Regions from separate parts of the Mus musculus genome. Here regions 2, 3 and 4 are each linked to region 1. The links are chromatin contacts, called in public Hi-C, capture Hi-C and promoter capture Hi-C maps. All regions are on one chromosome and are shown on one strand. The core of a region is the stretch at or near the end of the contact, and the rest is flanking DNA. Distances in the headings are between cores, read along the strand shown. Region 1 holds the start of Mtif3 (mitochondrial translational initiation factor 3). Region 2 holds the start of Plut (PDX1 associated lncRNA, upregulator of transcription). Region 3 holds the start of Urad (ureidoimidazoline (2-oxo-4-hydroxy-4-carboxy-5) decarboxylase). Region 4 holds the start of 4930573C15Rik (a long non-coding RNA gene).

Evidence for each region. Promoter capture Hi-C pulls out the DNA fragments that hold promoters and counts their contacts. A called contact is a pair of places that touch in the nucleus more often than the background predicts. Capture Hi-C pulls out chosen DNA fragments and counts their contacts.
Region 2: a contact with region 1 is called in a promoter capture Hi-C map of hippocampal neurons, with 6 times the contacts expected there. The contact joins the promoter of Plut here to the promoter of Mtif3 in region 1. A contact is called at or near these places in 25 of 39 promoter capture datasets (3T3-L1-derived adipocytes, the C10 cell line, the HPC-7 cell line and 15 more), 1 of 484 Hi-C or Micro-C datasets (nephron progenitors), 10 of 115 datasets of contacts at active chromatin or transcription factors (craniofacial prominence, embryonic basal ganglia, embryonic forebrain and 6 more) and 5 of 9 other capture datasets (adipose tissue, embryonic stem cells, liver and 2 more).
Region 3: a capture Hi-C map of macrophages shows a contact between it and region 1, with 6 times the contacts expected there. The contact joins the promoter of Urad here to the promoter of Mtif3 in region 1. A contact is called at or near these places in 23 of 39 promoter capture datasets (the 3T3-L1 cell line, 3T3-L1-derived adipocytes, the C10 cell line and 15 more), 4 of 484 Hi-C or Micro-C datasets (B cells, bone marrow-derived macrophages, liver and 1 more), 19 of 115 datasets of contacts at active chromatin or transcription factors (the 230-238 cell line, T-cell acute lymphoblastic leukemia, bone marrow-derived macrophages and 14 more) and 4 of 9 other capture datasets (adipose tissue, liver, macrophages and 1 more).
Region 4: a Hi-C map of the G1E-ER4 cell line shows a contact between it and region 1, with 2.5 times the contacts expected there. The contact joins the promoter of 4930573C15Rik here to the promoter of Mtif3 in region 1. A contact is called at or near these places in 17 of 39 promoter capture datasets (the 3T3-L1 cell line, 3T3-L1-derived adipocytes, the C10 cell line and 11 more), 2 of 484 Hi-C or Micro-C datasets (the Ba/F3 cell line and the G1E-ER4 cell line), 5 of 115 datasets of contacts at active chromatin or transcription factors (acute myeloid leukemia, embryonic limb bud, embryonic stem cells and 2 more) and 3 of 9 other capture datasets (adipose tissue, liver and pancreatic islet).

Annotation. Positions count from the first base shown.
Region 1 is chr5:146,961,645-146,965,280 of GRCm38.p6, forward strand. Mtif3 (mitochondrial translational initiation factor 3) reads right to left here and starts at 2,153. Exons shown (of 4, transcript NM_001256102.1): 1 at 2,079-2,153.
Region 2 is chr5:147,269,001-147,273,019 of GRCm38.p6, forward strand. Plut (PDX1 associated lncRNA, upregulator of transcription) reads right to left here and starts at 2,521. Exons shown (of 6, transcript NR_038157.1): 1 at 2,220-2,521. It overlaps Pdx1 (pancreatic and duodenal homeobox 1), which reads left to right and starts at 1,097. Exons shown (of 2, transcript NM_008814.4): 1 at 1,097-1,647. The coding sequence starts at 1,239.
Region 3 is chr5:147,319,901-147,323,931 of GRCm38.p6, forward strand. It overlaps Urad (ureidoimidazoline (2-oxo-4-hydroxy-4-carboxy-5) decarboxylase), which reads right to left and starts at 2,540. Exons shown (of 2, transcript NM_001039678.2): 1 at 2,257-2,540. The coding sequence starts at 2,431.
Region 4 is chr5:146,702,328-146,706,244 of GRCm38.p6, forward strand. 4930573C15Rik (a long non-coding RNA gene) reads left to right here and starts at 1,510. Exons shown (of 2, transcript XR_868703.2): 1 at 1,510-1,860.

The DNA.
Region 1 (3,636 bases), core at 903-3,402:
GTAGTAGGAGATCCAACCCGCTGTGGGCACTACCCTTCCTGGGTGGTGTGAAAAAGCAGGCTGAGAGGCCACGGGGAGCCAGCCAGTGAGCAGTGTTCCTCTGTGGTCTTGTTTTGGTTTCTGCCTCCAGGTTCCTGCCCTGACTTCCCTCAGTGGTGAACTATGATTTGGACCAGCTAGCCCAATCAACCCTTTCCTCTCCAAGTAGTCTGCTTTTTTGCTATGGTAGTTCTCGAAGCAATAGAAAGCAAACTGGGCACACATATTACTATGTACCTACACACATACATACCATTAGCTTCACAGCCTGTGTGTAAAAGAACCACAAGTAAGGGTTTTACAAATGTAAAATTCTGAAGACTTCTGTAACACTAATCTACTTATTTCTCTAGTTTTGGTCAAACCAAAATCTCCAAGGTTCTCACTGTCTCAAACGGCAATGAGTGCCAAGTACAGCTCACACATGTTTTGATAATTCAAGGCCCCAGCAGAATATCAACTGCAACGTTTTATGGTTCCCACCGTCTTCTGCTCTTAAAACTTTTAATACAGGCAGGCAGTGGTGGCGCACACCTTTAATCCCAGCACTCGGGAGGCAGAGGCAGGTGGATTTCTGAGTTCAAGGGCAGTTTGGTCTACAGAGTTCCAGGACAGGAGGGCTACACAGAGAAACCCTGACTCGAAAAAAAACAAAAACAAAAAACAAACAAACAAAAAAACCTTTCAATACTTTTCTGCTAACATTCTTCAGTATGAACCCAATTAGAGTATCTCTAAGCTGTAATGTATTACAATGTTTTATTTTTAAAATTGCTACTTGAGTTCCAAACTTGAGTTTCCTAATACAATATCAACAACAACAGTAATAATAAATAATAAATTATGGCTTGTGATTAGTACGGGAGTTCCAATAATTTCTAAAGTGAGCCTAAACACACTAACACTATTCATCAGTGCAGCCTTCACAACACTAAAAATTATGAAACTGTATCAGTTAACTCGGAAACGTGTTGACTATGCTCACAGCCTACACTATCTAATACTAAGCAAAGATTCAGGGCCAGCCAGATGGCTCAGTGGGTAAGGGTGCTTGTGTGTCTGTCTGCCTGTCTGTCTGATGTGTCTGGGCACCCATGCCATGGTGCCAGTGTGGAGGTCAAAGGACAACCTTGTGGACTGAGTTTTCTCCTTCCACCTTTAGGTTCCAGACACTGAACTCTGCCTTGCCTACTGAGCAGCTCTTCAACCTAATGATACTGATTTCTTTTTTCTTTCCTTCTCTCTGAGACAGGATCTCACTATGGAGACCAGGCTGGCCTCCAATTCACAGATCAGCCTGCCTCTGCCTCTGCCTCCGAGGGATAAGGCTTTATTCCTGACGGGATATGGCCTGACGGGAGCTTATTTCTACCACTTATTTCTTTACTTTTTTTCTGAATCGTTACACTTCATAATCACAAGCTCACATTGACATATTGAGGGCTTATATTCACTCCCGAAGGAAAGGATGGGTTCTAGTAGAATCCATATTTTGCGAAAATGACGTTGGCTTCATCCTATGACTGAATTCTCTCACCTTCAATTCCGGAAGGAATTTCAAAAGTCCTGACACGGCGAGCGGTGCACGCCTTTAATCCCAGCACTTCGGAGGTAGAGGCAGGAGGATTTCTATAGGTTTGAGGTCAGACTGGTCTACCGAGTGCGTTTCAGGACAGCCAGAGATAAATAGTGAGACCCTGTTGCAAAAACATCAAAAATTAAAGGAAAAAAAAATCCCAAAACGCTCACAAGGGGTCCGCAGCAGACACGCCCACCAGGACGCCATGCCACCAGGATGCCAGTTGTCCTACGCCCCCACCTTGCCCCCCAAATCCGTGGAAGGAGCGTGCGCGCGCACACAAACAGCGAAACTGGCTAGGCTGGCGAGCAAGTGATTATTGGCAGCTCGGCAACTGGTCTCGACTCCGAAGGCTGGTGCTGCCGCCACCCCACGTCCACGGAGGGCTCTCTGCACAGAATGTTCCCAGGACATGCATTCCCACCTCAGCCCCGTCGCCAAGCCCTCACCTCAGCGTTACCTGGGCCGGGGTAGGCGAGCAGGAAGAACTAGCAGGTCCGTACCTGGACTCCGCCGGAGCACCGCGTCGGCTTCCGTAGCAGGCGGAACTTCCTGAGTCCCTTAAAGGGAGGGTGCAGCTGCGGCCTGCGGATTCCACTAATGGAATAAAGCCCTCCGACAAAAAAAAAAAAAAAAAAAAAAAAAAAAAAAAGAATCGTGCAGCAGGCCTGAGTGAAACTGAGAGATTTGCTACTAACCTGCTGCTCCAAAGGCCAAGTGAACGCTAAAATATAGAGTCCCTGGAACAGTCACTGCATCGCTTCCGCCAGTTACATTAATAATGTTGAATAATGCCTTCTACAGTGCTAGACAACTGCAGGGCGGTGTTAAACTATTGCCACCTGCGGATCTGGTTTAGTGGAAGCTCTAGCTGGGTAGCAGGGTGCAACCCTCGCTCTCAAGATTGCTCTCTTCTGAGAAAAAGAGATGGATTCAGGTTCGATTACTGTCAGAACTGGGAGAAATCATAACAGACCACCCACATGTGGGATGATTGACCGCATTGGCCAGAGTCAGGCAAGAGGATGGTCAGAAACTTCGAGCCCCTGGGTGTTGCACTTTCAGGCTATTGGGGCCCTGCACCCTTGTTACCAAGCTGTTGACTGTCCCCTACTTTGGCGTTAAGTCCCTGCTTTTCCCCATTCTTCAACAGGGAACTCCTTAGAGAAGCCGCTGAATGTCCCTCATTTACAGACTACGTGTCTATAACATATAATTTATACATCTTGTCTTGTTTAATCCTCACCAAATAACTCAATCAGGGTAATATCTGATTGCAACTATTACTGGTACATCAAAATACCATCCTTTTATTGCAGGTGAGGAACCTGGGTCATCCTTAAATAGCTTTAGAGCCGCATCCAAGTCTCCCTTTCTTCATCAGATCACAGCCTCTGGCCCATGAGCCTTGTATCTGTGACAGGCAAAAGCTGAAGCAATTCTTTATGATCCAAAGGCCAGGGCTGGGCTCTGCATGTCAGCCATTCCTAAGTGAAATGAAGAATTACAGATACTTTTTATTCTGCCAGCATTAGTCCTCCATGGGACGATAGAAGCATAGTTGTGCAAATAAAGTGTGGAGACCACCTCTTGGATAGACAGGTCCATAACAGTTGTAAGTGCTCACATTTGTGATAAAGTTTCCATAAGCACCACAGTTCTAAACACTTAGCCTGTATTGAGTTAGTTTAATCCTCAAGACACCCTCATGATACACTGCCATCACTACCCATTTTTAAAAAGATTTATTTATTCATTATATATAAGTACACTTCAGACACCCCAAAAGAGGGCATCAGATCTCATTACGGATGGTTGTGAACCATCATGTGGTTGCTGGGATTTGAACTCAGGACCTTCGGAAGAACAGTGCTCTTAACCGCTGAGCCATCATCTCTCCAGCCCCATCATTGCCCATTTTATAGATGAGGAGACTGAACATGGAGAAGATACATGACTCGTCCCATCATTACACCCTGATCAGAATCAAGAATGTAAAAAGAAGTCTGGAGGGATAG
Region 2 (4,019 bases), core at 1,271-3,770, 310 kb after region 1:
AGTAACTGACTTAAAGGCTGCGCCCCCCTCACCCCCAGTATCCAGAGTATCTGACAGATGGAGGCCAGGCACAGACATCCTCAATATGCAGCATTTTAATCGCGATTTCTGCGCACCCCACAGCCTTGCCCAGCTGCCTGCCCTGTTTCAACAACATGAAAAATGGGTTTTCTGTGCGGGGGGGGGGGGACGGGACGACTAGAGACTAGAAATTCCACTAAAGACGCCAGGATGGTCACAGATCTGAAAACCCGGTGCCAACCCCTTGCCCAACTGCTCAACCACAAAGGCAACACTTCTCTGTGCCTTCCGCACATTTGGGAGTGTGTTCTGAGTTAATCAAATAAGTTCCAATCCCCAAAATTAAATCTAATAACTTCAACTTAAGAAAAAACATAAGCCACTGTGATTCCCCCCCCCCCAGACCTAACAGTCAGAAGGCTAGAAGTATAGGGAACGCAGATACAGATAAAAATAAAACGAAATAAAGGGATAGTTTGAGCAATAAAACAAAAAACGACAGCTTCAGGCTTACAGCGCTGAGTTCTGCAAGCATTTCTCAAAAACTGTATTTTTCAACAGTTGCACCCTAACGTTTTGCAAGTCATATTATTGAGCTGATATTTACATACATTATACAAAAATACAAGAAAATTAAAAGTTAGACGCTGTGCCTTACACCTGCAACCCCAGAACTGGGGAGGAAAAGGAGTTTGAAGCCAGCCTGGACTACATCTTGAGTTGCAGGCCAGCCAGGCTACAAAATTAGACCTCCACCCCCTGTCTTAAAACAAAACCAAAAACAAACAAAAAACATAGCGAGGGGGAAGAGGAGATGTAGACTTTTTTTTTAAGCTCATTGGGAGCGGTTTTGTAAAGAGTAAAGGTTCTGGTATTTTTGTGCGCCCCGTTTTGGAGAGCTCCACAGCAGCAAGCAGGGATCAGGCGACTGAGAGAGAAAATTGAAACAAGTGCAGGTGTTCGCGGGCACCTAAGCCTCCTTCTTAAGGCAGTCCTCCAGGCCAATGATGGCTCCAGGGTAAACCACGTGGGGTGCCCCAGAGCCTATGGCACGGCGGCCGGCTTGTCCCCAGCCAGCCTCTGGTTCCCCAGGAGAGCAGTGGAGAACTGTCAAAGCGATCTGGGGTGGCGTAGAGAGTCCGCGAGCCACCCAGCGCCTAAGGCCTGGCTTGTAGCTCCGACCCGGGGCTGCTGGCCCCCAAGTGCCGGCTGCCACCATGAACAGTGAGGAGCAGTACTACGCGGCCACACAGCTCTACAAGGACCCGTGCGCATTCCAGAGGGGCCCGGTGCCAGAGTTCAGCGCTAACCCCCCTGCGTGCCTGTACATGGGCCGCCAGCCCCCACCTCCGCCGCCACCCCAGTTTACAAGCTCGCTGGGATCACTGGAGCAGGGAAGTCCTCCGGACATCTCCCCATACGAAGTGCCCCCGCTCGCCTCCGACGACCCGGCTGGCGCTCACCTCCACCACCACCTTCCAGCTCAGCTCGGGCTCGCCCATCCACCTCCCGGACCTTTCCCGAATGGAACCGAGCCTGGGGGCCTGGAAGAGCCCAACCGCGTCCAGCTCCCTTTCCCGTGGATGAAATCCACCAAAGCTCACGCGTGGAAAGGCCAGTGGGCAGGTAAGCCTGGCTCTTTCTCCCTTTCTCTTTCCCTAGTCTGGACTTGGCTGCTACTGCCTTCAAGAACTCCCCCGGGCCTTTTCTCACAAGTTCCTCTGAAACCCGCAAGGATAATGCAGGCTTAGAATAAAGTCTATGCAAGCCAGTAAGTCCACTCATGTTGGCAGCTTGTTCTCCATTCAACACTCTTCCCTCCTTGCGCTTGTCCTGAGCCTTTCTTACCCTGGGAGCCAACTCCCACGCTGGAGAAAGAAGAGGCCTAGCCAGGCTCAGAACTCCCGAACTCTCTGGATCTTTCTGCAGAGAGGAACCTGGACTCCCGGACCCCAAGGGCCCCAAGCAAGTTATGCAAGATGTCTCTGATGATGGAGTCCCTTGGAAACCCTAGGCCCCTTCACTTCCCGGCTCTATCCTAGTGGCCTTATTAGAGAAACGGGGCCTCCTAGGGGCAGTAGGAGTAGGAGAAACACAGGAAGAAGGGAAAGGAAAATTGCGTCCATCCAGGTAGGCCCTGGAGTAGGATGAGGGGTGGGGGTGAACAGGGAGAGGCTGTACCAACGCGAGGTGCTCACCGGGAGGGTTGAAAGGCAGGTGGTTCACTCTCTCGGAGTCTGGCAGTTGGCAGAGGTCTCTGGGGTGCCAATTCTTTTTGAACCAACCCAACGTGTTTGAAGGGTCCTCTCTGGAGCCGCGTCCCAGGAAGCAAATATGCAGAAGAAGGGGCCTCCTCCCTGCTGTCCGGCTCAAAGAAGCAAGACACCCTGGCTTTCCTTAGCCCTAGGCGCCTGCTTTGTGATAAAGTCCTTCCTTCCAGCAGAGGCGAAGCGGAGCAAGCCCTAGGTCCCTTCCCGCCGGATGCTGGCAGCCAATTCGTGTGGGGGCCTGTGCCCGCCGCTCCACAATGTTATCTCTTCCGGTCTACAGCCACTTCTGGTCACACCTGGACTGCAAATAGCTGCTCTTTCTTTTGCTTTCCGACTGACTGTCGGGAGCAGGAGCGAAGGGTTAAGACGCTGGAGTTGCCATCCCCTGAGAATTCTCAACGTTGTCCTCCGGTCCTAAGGCGCCTGGTCTGACACTATCCCAGGAGCAGCCAAGCAAAGCTCCGAGAGAGTATGGGGGTAACGAGGTTCACCAAGGATTCAAGGGTGGAAAAAGAAGGGGGAAGGCTCCTTTAGCTAGTTCATTTTCTCACCGAGGAAAAAAACAAAAAAAAAAAAAAAAAAACAAAACAAAAAAAAAAAACAAAACAAAACAAAAAACCCTGACTTAAAACAGGCCCAAACTCTTGCTGGGGAGATCCTCCACCTCTGAGCAATTCCAAGCAGCTGGAGCAGGTAGGCCGCAGCAGAGGCCTCTCAAGGCCAAGACCAAAGGGCGCTGAGACCTGGCCATTGGGCTGCCCAAAGACAGACCCTCCACCTAAAGGGGGTTCCTTGCCAAGGAACCACGAAGCAGAGCCCCGGAGATTGATTCTTTCTGGCTATCCACTCCTGCTCTGGGCTAGGGTAGGAACAAGCCAGGGAGTTAAATCTGAGCAGAGGAAGCAGAAAGCCTTTCCTATGTTTGGTGAACACTTTGGAGACCCCTCCTGACTGTGAGATCTGGGTACCAGGATCCTTTGCGGATCCTTTCTGACCATCAGCAAGCAGGACTCGAGGCAGACTACCCCTCTCTTCTCCCTGTAGAAACCTGCAAAGAGCTCCAGCCGGCCCCACTTCAGAAGGACTGCAAGGTTTAGCGAACCCACCTGCGTGTGCTTCGTCGGTTCACAACCCCTGGAAAGGGCTTAATGGCTGAAGGGCTTATAGTAGGACTATGAATGCTAATGGCAATAACCGCTTATAAATAATTGGACTTAAAAGAACTTCATAATCCCTACTGGTGAGTTCTACTGAGCCCCAGAAAAGTCAGATCGAGCACTCTGAACATCTCACCAGCAGATTCTAACTTTAATTCCCACCCGTGGCTTCCTCTAGCTGAGCACAGGTTCCCTATAGTCTTTCATTAGGGCTTGGCAAAGTAGGCAGCTGAGGGCAGTAGTTGGAAGAATCTGCCAGTTGTTGGCATTTAAGATGTCTCTTTAAGGTTAGGTATCTTTCCTTTCCTACACCAGGAAAGGCCTGTGTGGTTTGGGGACACAGGTTTGTGTTCCTGAGGACACAAACTGCTTTCCAAAGAGTGGTCTGGGGACTTCACTTCAGCTTCTAGTGCCTCCCCAGTACCTGGGGGAAGACCCGGGGAGCAGATTCCATCCTGAAGATTAATCCCTTGCCCTCAACACACTCATTCACCTTTCAGCTCTTTGGAAACTGTCTCTCACCCCTGTCCTGAATCAAGTCGGCCTCAGTCTCTTCCACTGGGCTTTGCTG
Region 3 (4,031 bases), core at 1,290-3,789, 360 kb after region 1:
GCTTAACCTAAATGGAAGGTCAGCTCCAGTTTGCCTCCAAATATTCAATTTTCAGTTCTGTGAAAGGAAGGAAGTATTTTGTTTGGCAAGACAGGGTTTCTCTGTGTAGTCCCAGCTGTCCTAGAACACACTCTGTAGACAAGGCTGGCCTCAGACTCACAGAAATCCACCCGCCTCTATTTTTCAAGTGCTGTGATTTAAAATATGAGGCACCACTGTCCGGCGAGAAAGTTTCTTCGCTCCTTTGTTTGTTTGTTTAGATAATCCAAACAAATCCTTACCCAGGAAGAGTTCCATGTCACACACACGCACACGCACACGCACACACGCTGGTTCCTTTTGGTCGATTTGGCACAAACCAAAGTCATCTGTCAAGAGGAAACCTCAGTTGAAGAAATCAGCACCCCACCCCTATGCATGCGCATACATTCACACATCACACATACCACATGTGCATGCACACGCGCATCTTTCTAGATTTTGTTTTAGATAATCTAGAAAAGCCTAGTGTGCTTACTTTCTTCAAAAGCCTTTGGATCGAGCTGGAGAGACGGCTCAGTGGTGATGAACACTTGCTGTTCTTGCAGAGGGCCTGGCTTCAGCTCCCAGCACACACATCAGATGGTTCACATCTGCCCATAACTCCAGTTTCAGGGGAATCTGCCGCCCTCCTCTGGCTCTGTAGGCATCTGCGTGTATGTGGTACACTTGGCATGCACAGGCATGTTGGATTTTTGTTTGTTTGTTTTTGTTTTCAAGACACGGTTTCTCTGTATAGAGAGCGCCCTGGCTGTCCTGGAACTCAGTCTGTAAAACAGGCTGTTCTTGAACTCAGAAATCTGCCTGCCTCTGCCTTCTCAGTGTTCACCACCACTTCCCATTAAGGATTTTTAAATGACCCTTCAAATACATTGAGACTCTCCTCTCCTCTCCTCTCCTCTCCTCTCCTCTCCTCTCCTCTCCTCTCCTCTCCTCTCCTCTCCTCTCCTCTCCTCTCCTCTCCTCTTCTCTCTCTCTCTGTTCTAGAAACATTGTGAAAAAGATTGAGTACATCTTAGTGGTAGAGTGCCCAGGATAAGCAAGAAAGACCCTGAGTTGATTAGTTGATTTGCAAACATACATACAGATAGACAGACAGATAGACACACACACACACACACACACACACACACACACACTTAAATTTCACATATTTGAGTGTTTTGTTTGCATGTATGTCTGCACATCACATGTGTCCTTGGTGTTTACGGAGGCCAGAGCAGGACACCAGATCCTGGAGTTAGACGCCTTTGCGAGCATCTTTGGGGGGTGGGGAATGTGTGCTTAAAATTGATCTCCAGTCCACTGGAAGAGCAGCCAGTGCTCCTAACTGCTGAGCCATCTCTCCAGTCCTCAGCTTGATTTTATAACCTGGACCTGTGCTCTTCCTCTGTAAGTTCTCATAGGCAGCCATACAGAGGAGTCTGAGAATCCACAGAGTGTCACAGCCATACTGAACGCAGCTGCGAGTGCCTGCTCTGTCCTGAGACCACCCTCCTGACCGAAGACTAAGAACAGTCTCAAGGGCAGGTGACTCCTACCCTCTGACTTTGTTCCCCAAGGGCATGTCGGGTTTATTCTCAGAACCCATAGTAGCCTATGAACAGGGACTATGTACCTTTGGACCTTCGGCCGCTGTGCCATCCTGAATAAACCTCTACCCCCTCTTCTCCCCACCCTGTGGCCCACTCTCCCCAGAAAACATTGCTTTGCTCCCATTTTACTTCTCTCTGCAAAGAGTCTTGGGATCTAAATGAATGCATCCTTGTCTGGTCCAAACCGGCCCTTTTTTTTTGAAAATCGCTCAGCGCTTCCCGTTCCTCTCTGGGGTCCCTGGGAGGTCCTCGCTATCCTCTCTTTCATCCAGGGCATTGCCAAAGTGGGCCTTCAGCTTCTGAGTCACCAAGGCCTTTGCCCTGTTCCCATTCTTGACCTCCAATAGCCCTGGCCGTCCTGGAACTCGCTCTAGATCAGGCTGGTCTCGACCTCAGAGATTGTCCTCCCTCTGCCTCCGCTGTCCTCGGCCATCCATGCTACCTTGCCCATCCCGCCCCCATGTTCTTGTGTCCACCTTCAAGAGACTAGCGTTTGAAAGGATGTCTACTGATCCTTCTAATAATCCCGGCTAAATAACTGAGTAAGGAGGCTAAAGTAATCTAAAATATTTTTATATACAATATTGAAAATGACTTCGCGCACACGGTCCTGAAGTCTTACCTGATCTCGGGAGAGCATCAATAAAGGCAAAAAAGTGATTTTCTAAGTCTTCCAAGCCAGAGAATGGACGCTGGGACCAGACAGCAGCGGCAATCAGAGGGCATTTCTCAACAATGTTCCCAAACACATCCACAAATTCTCCGAAGTCCATGGAATTGACCTTCACCATGTCCATGGCTGATCCTGGACTGGAGGCAGTGTTCTGCCCTGCCTGTGGTCCGCTCTCATCGAGCGAGTGAGCTAATTCCTCCTCATGGGTTGTGTTTGCTGAACACACATGCTGGCCCTGTGCAAGGGCAGCTGACCCTGGTTTAAATATCTCTGGGAGGAGCTTATCCAGAACGGTCCTGCGATGAGAAACACAGGTTTAACTGTTTTGTTGGTGGTAGGGGTAATATGTGTGCTGGAGACAGAACCCAGGGTCTCACGCATGCTCGAGGAGCACCCGAATACTGAGCTATCCGCCACCTCCGCTTAAGGCTATGATCAGGAGAGCAGAGACTTCTGCAGAAAGAATGATTCCACCCGAGGCATTGCCATAACAAGAGGTGGCGGCGGTGGCCGTATGTAATGAGACAGACACTTGGTGCCATTACCATCTTGTCTGTGTGCACGTATGCTTTTACCTGCATGTAATCTGTGTACCACATGCAGACCAAACAGGTGGCCCTGTGACCTGCCTGGATTACCAGGACAGTGTCCTCAGGGACAACCCTGGTTCTGTCCCCAGCACCCACACGGTAACTCACAAGCACCTCATCTGTCCTTGCTGTTGCTCTAGAGCACAGGCACTGCGTTTTAATCTTTCTTTGAACTCTAAATGCTTAACACCACATAGACTTAATTAGTGTAAACAGAACAGGGTAAGGTGCCTCTGGTGGAGTGTGCTATCTTCTCTCGTTTAAAAAAATATTTTTTTAATTAGGTGTATTTTGTATGTGTACAAGCGTGTGTGTGTGTGTGTGTGTGTGTGTGTGTGTTTGTGCCCAAGAAGAGAGGGTTGAATCTGCCTTCCAGGTTCTCACCTTGAGTTCTTGGCTTGGATTCTTTCAACAACAGCCTATAAACTATAAACTGAAACAAACCTTTGCCTTCCCTAGATTGTTTTTGGTAAGTGTTTTATCACAGCAGCAGTTTATCTAAGGCTGTTACTGGTGGTGTTCTTCACGGGGTAGGGGTGGGGTGGGGGATGGAGGGGGGAGCGGGGAGGGGAAACAGCCTAGAAAAGATTAGAAAGACCACAGACCACAGCAAGGGGGTGGGGTAGGGGCATGCGCCACAAAGAGAGGCGCCCCTGCCCTAGTGTGTGGGAAGGAGAGGGGCTCTGATCTCAGGAGAACTCAGTGTGGGACTAGGAACAAGCACGAAAAGCGCTCATTATCGCGAGTCCAGAAACGATTGCACCCTGGACAAATTCTCCCCAAAGACGCCTTGTTTTCCTTTCGCCCAATATTTGCCCTTCTAGGTACCAAGGGGCAGTAACAAGTCAAACCTGGTGTTTGACACTCTGTTTCGGAAACTGTGGTGCTCGGGCGCCCCCTGCTGGTACAATCACTATAAAGCACTGCTTGAAGGGGTGGCCTTAGCCTACAGGCTAAAGGATGTTAAAGGGGGTGAAACCTTGTAAAGTTTTCCCCATCCGTATTGGCATGTCAGCCGGTGATGTCATTATACAGGTCTGGACAACTATGTTGGTGAGATTAGACCGGTGAGACTTCCCTATTCCTGTCTAAAAGGCACTATCTAGCAGCAGACATTCTGGTCGTCTCTGGCTC
Region 4 (3,917 bases), core at 260-2,759, 260 kb before region 1:
AGGACAGCACCCAAAAGTTTCCCAGTACTAAGGTCTTGCACAGTACATGGAAGACAGCTGTGAATCCAGTCTTCCAACAGATCCCCCAAAAGTCAAAAATATCACCAGGAAACGGCCTGATACTGCTGGGGTAAGAGAGTCTCGTGATTACGTGAGCCCACCAACCAGCCGCTTACCACCATCCCTGATGGCTGGATGCCTGTCTGCCTTGATGGCTACTCAGACTCAGCCTGGCACTAGGGGTGCAACAGAGGTTATTTTAAGATATTATTTGGGTAAAGGCAAAGAGAAAAGGTGCTGTTTAAGGGGTTCCCATAAGCCCCAGGAATGGTATGAATGGTTTAAAGTGTCCAACGATCTTGTCAGTACCCTACGTTCAGAGACCTGCTTGGAGACCTGCTTCCCCCCTTTGCAGCTGCCAGACTTTCCCCTTTAACTGTAGAGAGTGGAATTTTTCTCACTCCCTTACAACCAAATGCACTACTAGGTACATAAGTGAGAGACACCATTGAAATAAAATAAGAGACCTCTGCAGGTCAAGGGGAAGACTTTGGGAGTCTCACTGTGTAACCCCCTGATAGTCTGGGACATGCTACGTAGAGCAGGATGCACTCAAACTCAAAGAGATCCTCCTGCCTCTGCCTCTCAAGTGCTGCCGTTAAAGACATTCAGGGTCCTCACCTGCCACACCATGGTTTTCTCGGTTTTCTCGAGGAAGGATCCAGATGCCCTTCGCTAGAGATCAAACTGACACAAACATGAGCTACCCTGCAGATTCCCCTGGAGACGTTTCAGTGTGCTTCCCGGGGCAGTTAGAGGACCTCAGAGATCATCTTGTTTGGATACGATGTAACATCTGTACCTGCAGCCCTTGTGATGTACCTAGGAGACTGATGTGGCTACAAAGTCTATTTGGTTCTCTTTTTTTTGGGGGGGGGGGTGGCGGGCTTCAAGACAGGGTTTCTCTGTGTATCCTTGGCTGTCCTGGAACTCACTCTGTAGACCAGGCTGGCCTTGAGCTCAGAAATCTGAAGAGACATGCCCTGTTCCAGCCCTGAACTGACTGCCTTAAAAATTTTTTTTTCTGGTCAATTCTGTCCCCCAAATCCACTTGTTCTAGGCCAAATGACTGAGAAGCAAGAGAGAAGGAAAAGCAAAGAAGGAAACAGCTGTCAATAGGACCATCTCTCACCTTTGCATCTGAGGGTTTTTTTTTTCATTATACATATGTCTAGGTTAAAAAAAATGATGTATCATCCCACAACTTATTAAAAAGAAGGGGGGAGTTGGTGGTGCTGGTGGTAGAGAAGGAGGAGGGGGAGAAGGAGAAGGGGAGGAGGGGAGGAAAGGGTAGAGGAGGAGGAGGAGAAAGAGGAAAGAGATGTATAGAAAGAGTATCCACAACACACGTGAAGCCAGTCACAGGCGCCACTCAGTCTGCAGCTGGCCCAAGTTTATCTCTGACCATCCCCCCGGCAGTTTGAAACATTACAGTTCACTGATAACCAGAAATGACTAAGCGCTAAGGCTGCTCAAATATCACCCCTGTAGCACCAATAAAAAACCCATAACTCCTGGCCTGGCAGAGAACTGTGGCCAGCACGCTGAGGAAGGGATGGTTATATTACCCAACCACGGGTTACAAATGGCTTTGTAATCAGTATCTTCCATACCCAGCTTAGCCCGAGTGGCCCTCAAGCCAGCACAGCCCCGTGGCAGACCAGAGGCCTTCCACTTCCTGGAAAGTGGATGTCTGAGAATTGATCATTCCTGGAGCTAGCTCTCTCAGAGCTCCGTTCCGTCTCCATTCAACCTGATGCTAACGACAGCAGGGTCTGGCTGGCCCCACTTCTACCATAAGTAAGAGAGTCACAGGGCAATGAGAATTTCTCAAGGAATCTGAAGGCCCCCTTCCCCAAACTAGGAAAGGGGCCACATGGCAGCTGGGACAAAGATTGCTGTAATTTTAAAAATGATTTTTATCATTATTTTTATATTATGTGTATGATGAAGGGGTGGTTTTATGTGTACAATTTTATGTGTACGATGAAGGGATGGTTATTTTACGTGTATGAATGTTTGCCTGTATGTGGCTATGCGCAACACATGCATGCAGTACCCAAGGAGGCCAGAAGAGGGCATCAGATTCCCCCTGGATCTGGAGATTAATATGGTTGTGTGCCAACTGAGAGCCAGAAACCCAACCCAGATCCTCTGTGAAAACAGCCAGTGTTTTTAACCACTGAGCCATCTCTCTGGCCCACATTGTTACTGTTTTAAAGAGTGGTGCCTAGGAGACAAACAAACGTAATTAATTTTTAAATCTAGGGCTAAAATGAGATGTGCAGATAGCCACTCCCATTGACCCAGGCCCAAGGGCTGATTGAGTACCTGGGTGAATCTGTCCTATGGCTTTGTTCCATGCTACCAGCAGACAACCAGTCAGTGATATTACTCAGTGGCTAAAAAGGATGGTCTCTCTCTCTCTCTCTCTCTCTCCCTCCCTCCCCCCTCTCTTTCTTTCTTTCTTTCTTTCTTTCTTTCTTTCTTTCTTTCTAAATTGGTGTCATGTGGATAGTAAGATGCACACATTCTAACAGAATGTTGTGTGTGTACATGTTTGTGCATGCAGCAGCCAGACAATCGTTGGTGAAGAGCGTTCCTGTGTCCTGGTGTCCCCATCCCCTTCCCACACTCAGTCAGTCAATCCCCTCAGCCTTTTGCTCCGACAGAAGTATTATCTGAACGTCTAGCGCTGTAGATTTGTGGTATCTGGTTTTAGAAGTTAAATAAACGTATTCACAGCCAGGGTACCCTTAAGTCTCTGGCTTTTTATCATTCAACATTATGTCTTTGATATCTTTGTGTATTGGCTGTGTATAGTGTTTCATTGATGAGTTGTTGTTGTTGCTATTATTATTATTATTATTATTATTATTATTATTATTATTATATTACTACATAAGGTCTTGCTATGTAGTCCAGGCTGACCCAAAATTCACAATCCGTCTGCCTCCCAAGAATTGCCAGGAGTCTGACTAGTCTCACTGTTTGGCCCCTCTAACCCTTACCGTACCCCACCCTCACATACCCACCCCTCCCCCACCATATAAATGATGCCCCGTTCTCCCACTCAAATCAGCACTTAATCTTGTCTATGATCCTGGCACACAGATGATATGACCCTTCCGCCACCCCTAAAGCTCCTCTGCTGGGGGCATCTTGTTTATATGAGGCTCAAGAATGTTGGCAGCGGCAGTAGATTCTGGGAAGCCTGTTGGGAAATGTTTTCCCTGAATGATTTAATCCCCAGCAAGAAACCAAGTTGGCTCTAGGGTCAAAAGCAATGACTATGTTTAGGTCTGAGGTTATTGCAGCGTTCTGCTCTCTCTCTCTCAGAGTGGACAGAGAGAGTTCCACCGCAAAATAGGTCATTGCAGCGTTCTGCTCTCTCTCTCTCTCTCTGTCTCTCTCTCTGTCTCTCTCTCTGTCTCTCTGTCTCTGTCTCTGTCTCTGTCTCTCTCTCTCTCTCTCTCTCTCTCTCTCTCTCTCTCTCTCTCTCTCTCTCTCTCTCAGAGTGGACAGAGAGAGTTCCACCGCAAAATAGAGGCCCAGAAAGTCAATTGGAACCCATGATACACAACACAGTGGCAAGAGATCCCTAGGTCAGGATGCCCGGAGAGCCCAGTGACAAGGACAGAGAGGGCAAGCTGCCCTCAGGGTCCAGGAAGGCGGCTTCCCCATAACCCCGCGCTGTGAGTATGGGAAACTAAAGACTTTTTAACTTTAAAGACAAAGGATGTGTAACTTCTGATAGCAACTCGCAACTGCATGTAACTGCCAAATCAGCCGGTAGGTGGCAGCATAACACCAATCATTCTCCACGGAGCAACCTGACTGGCTAAGAAATAGCTTCT